2 separate regions of the Sus scrofa genome follow, and region 1 is linked to region 2. The links are chromatin contacts, called in public HiChIP or PLAC-seq maps. All regions are on one chromosome and are shown on one strand. The core of a region is the stretch at or near the end of the contact, and the rest is flanking DNA. Distances in the headings are between cores, read along the strand shown. Region 1 holds the start of PHOX2A (paired mesoderm homeobox protein 2A). Region 2 holds the start of ANAPC15 (anaphase-promoting complex subunit 15).

Region 1 (6,405 bases), core at 1,703-4,202, 140 kb before region 2:
AATTAACGCCCAATTCCATGCAGTGTCCTTAGGCTCAGCAGCATTGTCAGCTGAATAAATTGGAGGCGCGTTGCGCTGCAGCGTGCAGCGCATCCTCCTGCGGAGCTGCTGTTTCCGCATCGCGACGTCAAGCCGTGCTGTCTTGAGGGTGTGCGGCCTAGAGTGTAAGTACCTGTAACTGCTGTCCACACACCCCCCGAACGCCGTGACGGGAGAGCGGAGGAGAAGCGGCAGTGCCTGTGACTGGACCTGAGAGACGGTGGGTGTGGGGAAGCGGACAGAGGGGTGGGAAGTGCAGCTGGAGGGCAAGGATCCTGATTTCACAGGGCCTCGCATGTCGTGTTCAGGGAATGAAATGGCTGTGTTTGTGTTTTCCAAAGACCCCTTTGGAGTTCCCTGGTGGCACAGTGGGTTAAGGACCTGGTGTTGTCACTGCTGGGGCACAGGTTTGAACCCTGGCCCCAGATCTTCCACGTGCTGCGGAATACATAAACAAACACCCTCTGATTGCAGCAGAACGGTTTGCTGTGACGTCTGACCCATACACAACAGGCAGATTAGTTCCAGGCAGACTTCCTTCTCACCTCAAATATAGAAAGATTGAATGGTATTTTTTTTTAATTTATTTATTTGTCTTTTTGCTATTTCTTTGGGCCGCTCCCGCGGCATATGGAGGTTCCCAGGCTAGGGGTTGAATCGGAGCTGTAGCCACCAGCCTACGCCAGAGCCACAGCAACGCGGGTCCGAGCCGCGTCTGTAACCTACACCACAGCTCACGGCAACGCCGGATCGCTAACCCACTGAGCAAGGGCAGGGACCGAACCCGCAACCTCATGGTTCCTAGTCGGATTCGTTAACCACTGTACCACAACGGGAACCCCAAATGGTATTTTTTTTTAAAAAGGTTTGACACTCAACTGAGCTTGAAACTAAAAATCGGAAATCCCGCGGTGCCAGAAGAGGAGAGGAACAGTCAGAAAGTGTGAGAGGTCCTGGCGTTCACGGAGACCTGGGGACCCAGAAGTAGGCCCGATGGCTGCACGCTGGGGCTTCAGCACTGAGACAGGAGCCGCAAAGGACCACTTCCTTGTGAAATGAACCCTAGAAAAACACTGCTCATTGACCTGGGAACCAGAAGGGAAATACACGAAAATCTAACTCCTGCAGATGCAGCTTGGGTCGGGCGTGGCTGTGGCTGTGGCATAGGCCCGCAGCTACAGCTCAGATTCCACCCCCAGCCTGGGAACTTTCATGTGCTGCGGGCGCGGCCATAAAAAAACAAAAAAAATGTTCATAGGCCTGAAGACTAGAAACCATAAGGCCACAAGGCAAGAAAGGGGACAGTATGAAAAAAGAATGGGTGGATTTGAAAAAACATTCTAGGTGGTTTTCTCAGATTTATTTCCACGGGTTTTTTGTTTGTTTGCTTTTTCAGGGCTGAACCGGCGGCATATGGAGGTTCCAGGCTAGGGGTCGAATCGGAGCTGCAGCCACCGGCCTACACCACAGCCACAGCAAGGCAGGATCCAAGCTGCGTCTGCGACCTACACCACAGCTCACGGCAACGCCAGATCCTTAACCCACTGAGCGAGGCCCGGGCTCAAACCCCAACCCCACGTTTCCTAGTCGGATTCGTTTCCGCTGCGCCACGACAAGAACTCTTCCATGGGTGTTTTTTGTTTTTTTTTTTTTAATATTTCAACGGTTTTTTAAGCTGTTGTCCTAATTGATTTGGTTATTAGAGAACAGGCCCACTGAGTTCCCAGAGTCCTAAAGAATGGTGATCTGGGTCACCCACCGGGCCGTCTCAGGAGCTGACCCGGGACGCTGAGAATGTCCCCTGGGGGTGCGCGAGGCAGGAAGTCACCAGAGTGCCACCTCCAGGGCCAACCCCAGTCGCAGAAATCAGGAACGTAGACGCCACCGAGGCCCTGCGTTCGTTGCTCACCCTCCTCCAAGAGGGGTCCCCCTCTGACCCCACTGTGCCTCGCGGGTTCGTCACAGGAACTGAACCTCAGTGGCCATCACCTCGTCACGTGGGCCCCCCCCATACTTCCTTCAATAATCAACAAGTTTTTTCTATCTAAACGTCTTGTTGGAATGTTTGCTTTATCTCTTCATCTTTTTGTTGTCTTTGAAATACAGTAGACTCAGTACTGTGTTAGGTTCAGGTATAAACCACAGTGATTCAGTTACGCCCTTTTTAAAATACTCACTCATGATTTACTGTAAGATACGAATGTCGTTCTCCGTGCCACAGTAGGTCCCTGTCTTTTACAGGTGGCAGTGTACATCTGCTAATCCCAAACTCCCAATTTATCCCTCTCCTCTTCCCCTTTAGTGACCATTAAGTTTGTTTTCTGTGTCTGTGAGTCTTTCCCTTTTTGAGATAAGTTCATTTGTACTATTTTTCAGATTCCACATATAAGCGGGATGATATTTGTCTTTCTCTGACTGACCTCGCTCAGTATGATAATCTGCCGGTCCTCCATGTTTCTGCAAATGACATTACTTCATTCTTTTTTATGGCTGCGTAGTATTCCTGTGGGGTGGTATGTGTGTGTGGGCGTCATGGCTTCCCTATCTTGGCTATGGTAAATAATGAAGCTATGAGCATTAGGGTACATGTATCTTTTCAAATTAGAGCTTTCATTTTTTTCAGCCATAGGCCCAGGAATGGGATTATTGGATCACACAGTAACTGCACTTTTACTTTTTGAAGGAACCCGCCATGCTGTTTTCCATAGTGGCTGCACCAACAACGTACCCGCTCCAGCATTTGTCATTTATAAACTGGATGATGGTCATTCTGATTGGTGTGAGGTGACACCTCTTTGTAGTTTTTTGGTTGGTTTGGTTTTGTCTTGTTTTGTCTTTTTAGGGGTGCACCCGAGGCATGTGGAAGTTCCCAGGCTAGGGGGTAGAATCAGAGCTGCAGCGGCCTATGCCACCCAGATCCGAGCCACATCCGCAACCTATACCACAGCTCACAGCAACACCGGATCCTTAACCCACTGAGAAACGCCAGGGATCGAACCACGTACTCATGGATACTAGCTGGGTTCATTGCCTCTGTGCCATTTCGGGAGCTCCCCTCGTTGCAGTTTTGATTTGCACTTCTCTAATGATCAGGAGTGTTGAGCAGCTCTTCATGTGCCTATGGGCCCTCGGTATGTCGTCTTTGGAGAAATGTCTTTTTAGGGCTTTTGCCCGTTTTTTGCTACTGAGGTGTATGAGCTATTTGTATATTTTAGAAGTTAAGTCATTGTCAGTTGAGTCATTTGCAAATATTTTCTTCCAGTCATTGGGTTGTCTTTTTGTTCTGTTGATGGTTTCCTTTGCTGTGCAAGAGCTTCTAAGTTTGATTAGGTTCCACTTGTTTATTTTTGCTTTTACTTCTGTTGCCTTGGGAGACTGACCTGAGAAGACACAGCTATAATTCATGTCAGGTGAATGTTATTCGCTTTAACTGTCCCCTAAGGACATTGTTTACTCTGGCGGCCCCTTGAGATTCTTCTTGCCCTGGAGCCCTCTTAGGCAGAAGCTGCTGTTACCGTCAGACCCAGCAGTGAGCCCCCACTGCTGCGCTGTGGTCGTGGCCCATCCTTCCACCTCGATCTTAAAATTCACTATCCAGCCCTTCTGTCCTTGCCTCTTCTACTGACCTCCCAATAACTGACCCTCCTACGAAGATCTCAGCGCTTTCTCCCTCCACCAACTCGGGAATCAAGGAGATCAGAGAGTTCCCTGGTAGTCAGGTGGTTAGAACTGGCACTTACACCACTGCGGCCCTGGTCTGGGAGCTGAGATCTCACCTCAAGCAAAAAAAAAAAAAAAAAAAAAAAAAAGTAAATAAGACTGGATTTAACGTCCATCTTCCTGTTCCTTTGTATATATGACTTCCTCAGAATTGGAATATTTACTTCGGAGTTCTCTGCACCTGCTACAAACTTCCAGTCTGATGGCTTCTGAGCCTTTGTGCCTGTGTTTTTGGTGCCTTGTTCCCAGTGTGTTTCTCTCACCTTGAGGAGGCGGCAGATGGAGTCAGAATTTGGGATGACAAGTGTTTACCGATCTGCCTACCCTTTCCCTCACCTCCCCCAGCTCCCCTGAGCCAGAGTGTGCTGTGTCACAACCACGTGCAAAGTGCCTGCTGCTTCCTGCAGTAACGGGGTGGCATCGTGTTTGTGTTCTCTCTCAGTTTCAGTCGCCTGCATAAAGTCAGGTCGTCACCAGGGGCACCCGTGGAGGGTCCCATGTTACAGAATCTGTATCCTTGAGCTCAAGTCCATTCTTCTGTTATGGTAATTGCACAGTATTCACTGGGTCATCTCTTTTTTCTTTGGCCACGTCTGTAGGGAGTGAAAGTGCCCAGGCCAGGGATCAAACCCATACCACACCAGCAACCCACCCCTGCAGCAACAACCAGATCCTTGCCCCATGGCACCGCAAGGAACTCCTCACCGCTTCATCTCTGTGTCGGAGATCTGCGTGCTTGTCACATTGGCCGATTCATGTAGAAGTGGTCACGGACTTCATTTGTCTCTTTAGAGAGAACCATTTCGTAAACCCTAACACTAGTGTAGCCGTGTAGGTGTCTTAACCTGACCGTGTAGATAACAAGAGAAAATGTATAATCCAAAAAAGGACAACACACGAATGCTTTTCAAGGTCGCTGCCATATTACACTGTGACACTGCTCTCTAGGTACATTTTATTGTCCCTATTGTGACAGCCTGGCTGACCCAAGCTGAGCCGATCAGACTCCCGTCTCCCCCAGAAACTTGCAAAGCAGAGCTGAGAAAGCGCCTCTCTTCAGGGGGCCCCACGAGGACGTGCACCTCTGGGGCAGCCTGGCCGTGTTGTCTCCTCTGCTCGGAGACTGATCTGCTGGTGGGACCAGAGGACAGAGCGCAGGAGGAGCAGAGCCGACAATCGGGCCGTTCCCATGCGCCAGCCCCGGGCCCGATGTTTCCTCCAGCGCACCTGAAACCCTGAAACCAACCTTCCTCTTTCCTTTAGCAGGAGCTTCCCTTCAGGTGGAGTTTGTTTCTTTCAACCACATTTTTCCATCATTTTGCTCCCTGCCTCGCTGAGTATTTCACTGGAAACCCCATAACTACATATAGAGTCAGCTGAACTTAGAGGTGGGGTGGCTTTAAGAAAGGGTGATGTATTAAAATACAGGTGTACAAACCTGAAAATTTAACGGATAAGTATTCATTACCTCGAAACAGTTGTTGGCTCCGCAGAGATAACTAGAGGAGGTCCTTTATATTTTGTCTAGGGCTCTAAAAATGCTGTTTGAAAACCAACATGTCCAGTTGTCTGGTGGCTCTCAGCGGGTTAAGGATCCAGCGTTGTCACTGCTGTGGCGCTGGTTACCGCTGTGGTGTGGGTTCAGTCCTTGGCTGGGGAACTTGGCGTGCCATGGGTATGGCCAAAAAAAGAAAGGGAAACAGCATGTCCACTGCAGTAAATGATGACGCAGCTGTCCAGTGGAGTTGCTGTACAGCTATAACCAGAAACAATAGCGTGAATCTGCATATGCCAATATGGAAATATCTCCAGGAATATTATGGGAAAAAACCGAATCCACCTACAGCACAGTTTTATCCCTCTGTGCATGTGCACTTTGACACGCACATTCTTGTACCTTTTTTTTTTTAATTTCCAAGAGACAGCAGGGAAATGCTCACAAAGGTTACCTTTTGAGAGAGGGACTGGGGAAGAAAGGCGGCTTTCACTTTGTATTTATCCTTTCCTTTCTATTCCTGATTTACGTTTTGAGTCATGTGGCCTGGTGTGTGTGTTTCAGTGTGTGGTTAGTGAAATTATAAGCTTTATTCTCTCTAATACATTTCTGTACTCTACTAAAAAAAAAAAAAAGACACTAAAAAATGAATAGAGAAAGCAGAACCGAGAAAAACGAATAGCAGAACTGAGAGAACGGAACAGCCATGGCTACGGAATGGATGTCAGGAAATCAGATTCAGAGCCCAGAACCCCAGAACCGTTCAGGAATGTGGAGCACCCGGTGCTCTGAGAATGTGGGGTGAGACGTGGGGCTGGACATACAGGAAATGATGGAAAATGTACTTTTAAGATCCCTCCTGGTCAGCCAATCACCCCTTCCCGCCGAGAGGGAAGCGCTAGCCTGCGGAGAAAGCCAACCAGACAGTTTCCACACCAGGGCCACCAGGAACAGCAACGAGAGGGGACCAAGAGCTGTGCCTCGAACTGAGAAATTGACGAGTCGGCTAGCGGCCCCCGGCCCCTCCGCCGTGTAGCTGCGGGAGCAGTGGCAGCCAGGCAGGTTTCTGTCCCGGGAAGAACCTTGAAAGGTTGGCCTCCAGATCCTAAATGCCCCTCCCCAGAGAAGAGAGCTCCAGGGGCAACATTTTG
Region 2 (6,901 bases), core at 2,136-4,635:
CGCTTCCACGGCATATGGAGATTCCCAGGCTAGGGGTTGAATCGGAGCTGTAGCCACCGGCCTACGCCAGAGCCACAGCAACGCGAGATCCGAGCCGCGTCTGCAACCTACCCCACAGCTCACGGCAACGCCGGACCCTTAACCCACTGAGCAAGGGCAGGGACCGAACCCGCAACCTCATGGTTCCTAGTCGGATTCGTTAACCACTGCGCCACGACGGGAACTCCAGCAAAGCCCTTAAAGGCAGGATGAGGGAGGGGTGTGGTTAGTGTTGCAAATATCTTAGGATCCAATCCTTTGTTCTTGTGTAGCTCTCTGCACAGACAAGGCACCAGTTTCTGTAAACATCCAGCAAAACAAATGTTATTCTCTGTTCAGCAACTTTTATCTAAAAAAGTAATACTCTTAAAGGTCATAGCCTAGGAATATGCATATTTCAGGCTGTAGGCAGCATTCCTTTGCACAAGGTGTCGAACCGGGGTGATTAAGCACAAGTGACAGAGGACCCAAGGCTAAAGTTAGGTTAGGATAAAAGGAATAGATCTCACATGAATCAGACTGGTTCTTCCCTGTGACAGTCCCCCCCTTTCTTTCTTTTTGGGCTGCGCCGGTGGCCTAGGGAGGTTCCTGGGCCAAGGACCAAACGGCAACAGCAGTGACCCGAGCCGCCGCATGAACAATGCCAGATCCTTAACCCCTGCCCCACGAGAGAACTCCCCATTCCGCTTCCACACTTGGCTTCCAGGACACAACTCAGCTGACCTGGGTTCATGCTCATCTTTTTGGTCCTCCTTCCCAGTCTAGTTTGCCCCTCTCCCTAGTTTCCTCTGATTTTTGGGGGGTTGTTTTTGGTTTTTGTCTTTGGAGGGCCACACCCATGGCGTATGGAAGGTCCCAGGCTAGGAGGTGAATCAGAGCGGGAGCTGCCGGCCTACACCACAGCCACAGCAATGCCAGATCCTTAACCCACCGAGCGAGGCCAGGGATCGAACCCATGTCCTCATGGATGCTCGTCGAGTTTGTTTTTGGTGAGCCATGATGGGAGCTCCAAATTCTGATTGTTGAAGGAAATGGCTTTCCTTCGATGCTCACTCCTCTGGTGTCTCATCCAGTCTCATGGCTTTAAACACTGTATGCTGACTCCCGCATCAGCATTTCCAGGCTTGATCTCTCCCTTGACCTTCAGACCTATATGCCTTTCTGTTCCCAACATCCTTACTCTCACGGAATTCGCAAACTCACCCACCCACTGAACCAGCACCTCCTCTGTCTTTCCAACTGATCTCCCTGCTCCCACCGCTGTCCCCGCTCAAGTTTTCTTCATAAAACTGCCAGAGTAACTCTGCTAAAATGTAAATCAGATTGTGTGGCTCCTCTGCTCAGAACCCTTCACAGGGCGTTCCCACTGTGGCTCAGCAGGTTAAGAACCCAGCTAGGGAGTTCCCGTCGTGGTGGCAGAGTGGAAACGAATCTGACTGGGAACCATGAGGTTGCAGGTTCGATCCCTGGCCTCGCTCAGTGGGTTAAGGATCTGGCGTTGCTGTGAGCTGTGGTGTAGGTCACAGATTCGGCTTGGATCTGGCATGGCTGTGGCTGTGGCACAGGCCGGCAGCTGTAGCTCTGATCTGACCCCTAGCCTGGAGACCTCCATATGCCACAGGTATGGCCCTTAAAAAAAAAAAAAAAAAAAAAAAGAAAGAAAGAAAGAACCTGATGAGTCGACTAGCATCCATGAGGACAAAGGGTTTGATCCCTGGCCTCGCACAGCGGGTTAAGGATCCGGCATTGCTGCAAGCTGCAGTGTAGGATCTGATGTGGCTGTGGCTGTGGTGTAGGCCAGCAGCCACAGCTCTGATTCAACCTGTACCCTGGGAACCTCCATATGCCTCAGGTGTGGCTCTAAAAAACAAACAAACAAACACCACCACCCTTCACAAGATCCTCGACATCGGGTAAAGGCCAAGGTCCTTATTTTGATCTGCAAACCTGTCTGGCTCCTGTCTCTGCCCCCTTCTTTTCCCACTCTCCCCGTAGAACGCTATGGTCTAGCCATTCTAGGCCTTTTGCACTTGCTGTTTTCTGAGGCTCTTCCCAGAGTATCAGAACAGTGCCCCTCTTTTTTTCTTCCAATCTTTTACTCAAAGTCACCTTCCCAGTAAGGTCTTCCTTGGCCCCCCCCAAAATAAAATAAAACATCTTTCCTGCCAATATTTTATTCCCACTTCCCTGATTCTTTTCCTCCTTAGTATTTACTGCCGTCTTAAAACTATATATTTTAATTTCCTGTCTTCTCTCTCTCTCATTGAAATGGAAGTACTGTGAGGAGTTTTTTGGTTTGTTTTGTTCACTATTGTGTACACTTTATTAGAGTAGCGGCAGGCATACAGTAAGGTATTCAGCAGGTATGGGTTGAATGAATGAAATGAATGAATGAAATTGTGGACACTTGCAACAGGCAAGTTTTACTCTTAATGAAAAAGCTGTAACAACCAGAGCTGCTCAGCAACAGTGACAGCTGACATGCACAGTACACTACCTCTTAACACGTGTTATCTCAAATCTTCACATTAGTCTGAAGGCTGGGCAGAGATGATGACGCTGGTTGAAGAGGAAACTGAGTCCTGATAAGGCGACAGAGCTTATGAAGGGTCACCCAGCAGGTTGGGGGAAGAGTGGAACTGTGGAACTGGAAAGACTCTGGGAGTTCCCGTCGTGGCGCAGCGGAAACGAATCCGACTAGGAACCATAAGGTTGCGGGTTTGATCCCTGACCTCGCTCAGTGGGTTAAGGATCTGGCGTTGCCATGAACTGTAGTGTAGGTCGCAGAAGCGGCTTGGATCTGGCGTTACTGTGGCTCTGGCGTAGGCCGGTGGCTACAGCTCCGATTAGACCCCTAGCCTGGGAAGCTCCATATGCCGTGGGTGTGGCCCTAAAAAGACAAAAGGCAAAAAAAAAAAAGAGACAGAGTCTTGGGGGTGATGGAATTTAACAAGGGTTAGATTTGAAGGACTTTGCTGCTTGAAGGCATCAGCAGGTCTGAAGGGCATGCTCACTGGGAAGCTGAGTCAGAAGTCTCTACAGAACAGAAGGTGGGAGTGATGTGCCAGGGCTGACCACTAAACATATTTGGCCCAGGCCTGGAGAGGGCAGCTGAATGTCTCAGTAGCAGAATGCTGACCCTAAGATTGAGTAATCACTCAGTCCCTTACAAAATCTCCAATGCAGAACTGGACAGGCAATCTTTTGTTTTTGCTTTTTAGGGCCACTGATGCAGAGCAAAGTTCCCAGGCTAGGGGTAAGATGGGAGCTACCAATGCCAGCCTACAGCACAGCCACAGCAATGCAGGATCCCAGCTCACCACAGCTCACAGTAACACCAGATCCTTCACCCACTGAGCGAGGGCAGGGATCCAACGCGAATCCTCATGGATACTAGCTGGGTTCACTTCCACTGAGCCATAATGGGAACTCCTTGGACAGGCAATCTTAAGGGAATGGTGAGTCCACTACAGGGCTGCAGACTACAGACTAACTGCAGAGGTCTTTGAGGGAAGAGACCATGTTCCTAGATTTATCTCCAGCTTCCAGGAGGGCCTGGAATATTGAATATAATAGGGACTCAAGTATTTCTGGTGAAGGCATACGTGTATGAATGTATGCGCCCAACAGGAAACTGAGGGCGAGAGCAGCTAGACAGGTGGGGGATAAAACCACTTAGCGACTCCGGGGTAGAAGCGGACTAAATTTCTTGGGACGCAGCCGGAAAATGTGCCATTCCTAACGCTGGAGGCCGCCAGCTGTTTTTCATGAAGTTTTGCATTGCAAATACCGCCTGAAGCCAGACGGGGCGGGGCCGAGACGAAGAAGCCGATTGGCTGAGGCTGAAGGCGGGGCCATGCAGCGGCTCGCCAAAGGTCGGCCCAACACGTGACTAACGTGTGAGCGTCACTTCCCGTCTGGTGGGCGGGAGAGAGAAAACAAAAGAAGACCAAAGACGCATGCGTGCGGTGTGTCCCGAGTTCTGGCGGGTTCTTCCGCTCTGGCAAAGAGAAGTGCTTCCGGGTTGCCGCCGGCTGCCGCCTCCCGGCGCGGTAAGTACAGAAGGAAGGCTGCGGCTGCTGTCTCCTTACCCCTTCTTTCCTCCCTCCTCCAGAGAAACTCTGTTCACCGCACCCACCTCCTCAGGAGCTCGCTGTTCACACTCCCGTTAACATTAAAGAGCTCCAGCTCATTGGCCGCTTTCTCGCGGTTAAGCCCCACCCCGTCACACCGATCCGCCACTCATTGGTGTCACTTCCTGTCACTCAACAGTTCTTCCAGGTCACGGGGTTTCTTCAATTTAGTGATTAACCCTATAGGTGCAAATACCTGGTCGAATCCCGCCCCTGTCTTCTCCCTGTTGGTCAACTCCGCGGTTATTATCATAACAAACAAAGAATGGCTGGTAGTTTGGCGGCGAGGGTTTGGGTTTAAGGAGCCGAGCTCTCTGGCCCTTTGGTACCTGAGGAACGGGAGCGTGGGTTCCGTGGGCCGTGTTAAAGGGGCCGGGCAGCCGAGGTCCACGGAGGGGCAGCGGCTGGCCCCGGATCAGTCAAATAACTTAGGGCAAAAGCAGAATTAGACGTAGGTCCTTTTCTCCTGGTCATGTCTAGTGTCCGGCCTGGATCTCCCCAAAAAGTTCTATGCCCCAAATCACTGGGACCTAAAGCTGGTTGTTGGCCTGTCACTGGGCCTAAGTTTTCCTGTGAGCTGAAAGGTTCTAATTCAGATTCTCTGGGACCTTCCTGGTCAGCCCTCCCAGCTGCTTAATCTGAGCTGAATTTACTTGTTCTCTCGCTCAGATGCTAGTTTATCCGTTTGATCTTCCACCTACTTATTTATCCATTACTCAGGCATTTAGAATGTCTTGCTGAGCTATACCACCATTCGGCTGTGGTTTAGGAGGTGGTTAGTGTCCTACATTTCTGACACTGGATGGGTATGGCGTGGAACATCAGAGAGGAGCAGAAAGTAGGTCTCTGTCTGGAGGAGGTAAAGATCAAGCAGAGCTCTGCCATCTTCGATTCTGTAGAATTTTGTGATGCCAGTCTGCATTCTGGATTCCTCCACATGTGGCTTCCATTCTCCTCCCTCCTTTGAACAGCCTATAAATACTGTAAGTACTTTCTAGTAAAGACTTAGTTATCAGAATAACTGTGAAGGTGGTATGATCATTATCGTCCCTGTCTTACAGAGGATGGTGTCTGAGGCTCAGAGAGGTTAAGTGACGTAGCCAAGGTCAAACAGCTAGTAGTGGAGCCAGCATTCAAACCGAGGTCTGTCTGATTCCCTCAAGGAGAGGCTTTTTTCTTGCTACCTTCCCAAAGGCACCCCATCCCCAAATCAAACTAACCAAATGACGGTCAAAAACCAAACACATCCGAGAGCTCAATTCACCTGACCCTGTCCCTCAGTCTAGGAGCCATGTCCACCTTGTTCCCCTCACTCTTCCCCCGTGTGACTGAGACACTCTGGTTTAATCTGGATCGACCCTGTGTGGAGGAGACGGAGCTGCAGCAACAAGAACAGCAGCATCAGGCCTGGGTGAGTGAGGATCTAGCCCAGCAGGGGAGCTTCACTGGCCATGACCCAGCCTTACTTTGGAGACCTGCCCTGTGCAGACTTTTTGCCCTGAGCTGGGAAGAATCCGGCTGAGAGCTGAGGGCCTAGGTTGTCCTCCTTGTGACACCCTAATTTGCCGGGGACCATGGGACCTCTAGGCCAGACGAGCCCAGGCTCTTTCCCCTATAGCATAGGCTATCATCTCTTTTTTTGTCTTTTTAGGGCGGCACCTGCGGCCTGTGGAGGTTCCCAGGCTAGAGGTCTAATTGCAGCTTTAGCCACCAGCCTATGCCACAGCCACACCAGATCCGAGCCTTGTCTGCAACCTATACCACAGCTTATGGCAACACTGGATCCTTTACCCACTGAGCAGGGCCAGGGATCAAACCCACGTCCTCATGGCTACTAGTCAGGTTTGTTTCCATTGAGCTATGATGGGAACTCCGGAAATAATCATTCTGACTGTTTATTGAGGATCTAGGCAATGATACGTTCTAGGCTGATAGTCTCACTTCATCCTCACAATCATCTTATCAGGAAACCAAGGCCCAAAGAGGTTATGTAGTTGGATCAAGTTCTTAAGTAAGTGGCAGATGTCAGGCGAGAAACGGATTGAATCTTCCTGAAAATTGGAAGGAAGCTTCTCCTCTACCCTTAGGGGTCTTGGGAGCAGGGAGGGACCGTCCCATGCCCCTGACCTGCCCTGCTTGGGCCCTGGCCTTGCTCTCCTCCCTCTTCGGCCACAGCTCCAGAGCATCGCAGAGAAAGACAACAACCTGGTACCTATCGGCAAGCCGGCCTCAGAGGTGAGTGGCTCCAGCAGGTGGGGCCTCTGTGGGGCCCAGAGGAATGAAGGATCTGCTCTAAGTCTGAAGGTCCGGCCTCTGACTCCAGAGCAGTCGTGGTCCTCGGTTCTGGGTGGGGGTCAGAAAGGTGAGGTAGCCGGGCTGGACACAGGGCTTAGCGCTGAGGTCTTGCAGAGCGTGCACCAGCCTGCTAGAGTCACGTGGGACGGGACCGGGGAGTGGCGCTCATTCCTTGGCCCCAGAGAGAGGCTCCACGTGGGCCAGTCCTTGAGCGGGCCCAGGCAGACCTGAGGAACCTTCAGGCTCTCCCCGCCTCCGCAGCACTACGACGACGAGGAAGAGGAAGATGAAGACGATGATGAGGACAGCGAGGAGGACTCAGAGGACGACGAGGACATGCAGGACATGGATGAGATGAACGACTACAACGAGTCACCTGATGACGGAGAGGTCAATGAGGTAGGCCCGGGTGTCGGGGGGGGGCCTCTGTTCCT

What was found. HiChIP or PLAC-seq counts read pairs in DNA pulled down with a chosen protein or histone mark.
Region 1: an H3K27ac HiChIP or PLAC-seq map of alveolar macrophages shows a contact between it and region 2. The contact joins the promoter of PHOX2A here to the promoter of ANAPC15 in region 2. A contact is called at or near these places in 1 of 47 Hi-C or Micro-C datasets (epiblast stem cells) and 1 of 2 datasets of contacts at active chromatin or transcription factors (alveolar macrophages).

What each region holds. Positions count from the first base shown.
Region 1 is chr9:6,828,183-6,834,587 of Sscrofa11.1, reverse strand. PHOX2A (paired mesoderm homeobox protein 2A) reads left to right here and starts at 2,952. Exons shown (of 6, transcript XM_021062473.1): 1 at 2,952-6,405.
Region 2 is chr9:6,686,397-6,693,297 of Sscrofa11.1, reverse strand. ANAPC15 (anaphase-promoting complex subunit 15) reads left to right here and starts at 3,385. Exons shown (of 5, transcript XM_013999278.2): 1 at 3,385-4,091; 2 at 5,072-5,155; 3 at 6,348-6,407; 4 at 6,729-6,866. The coding sequence starts at 3,999.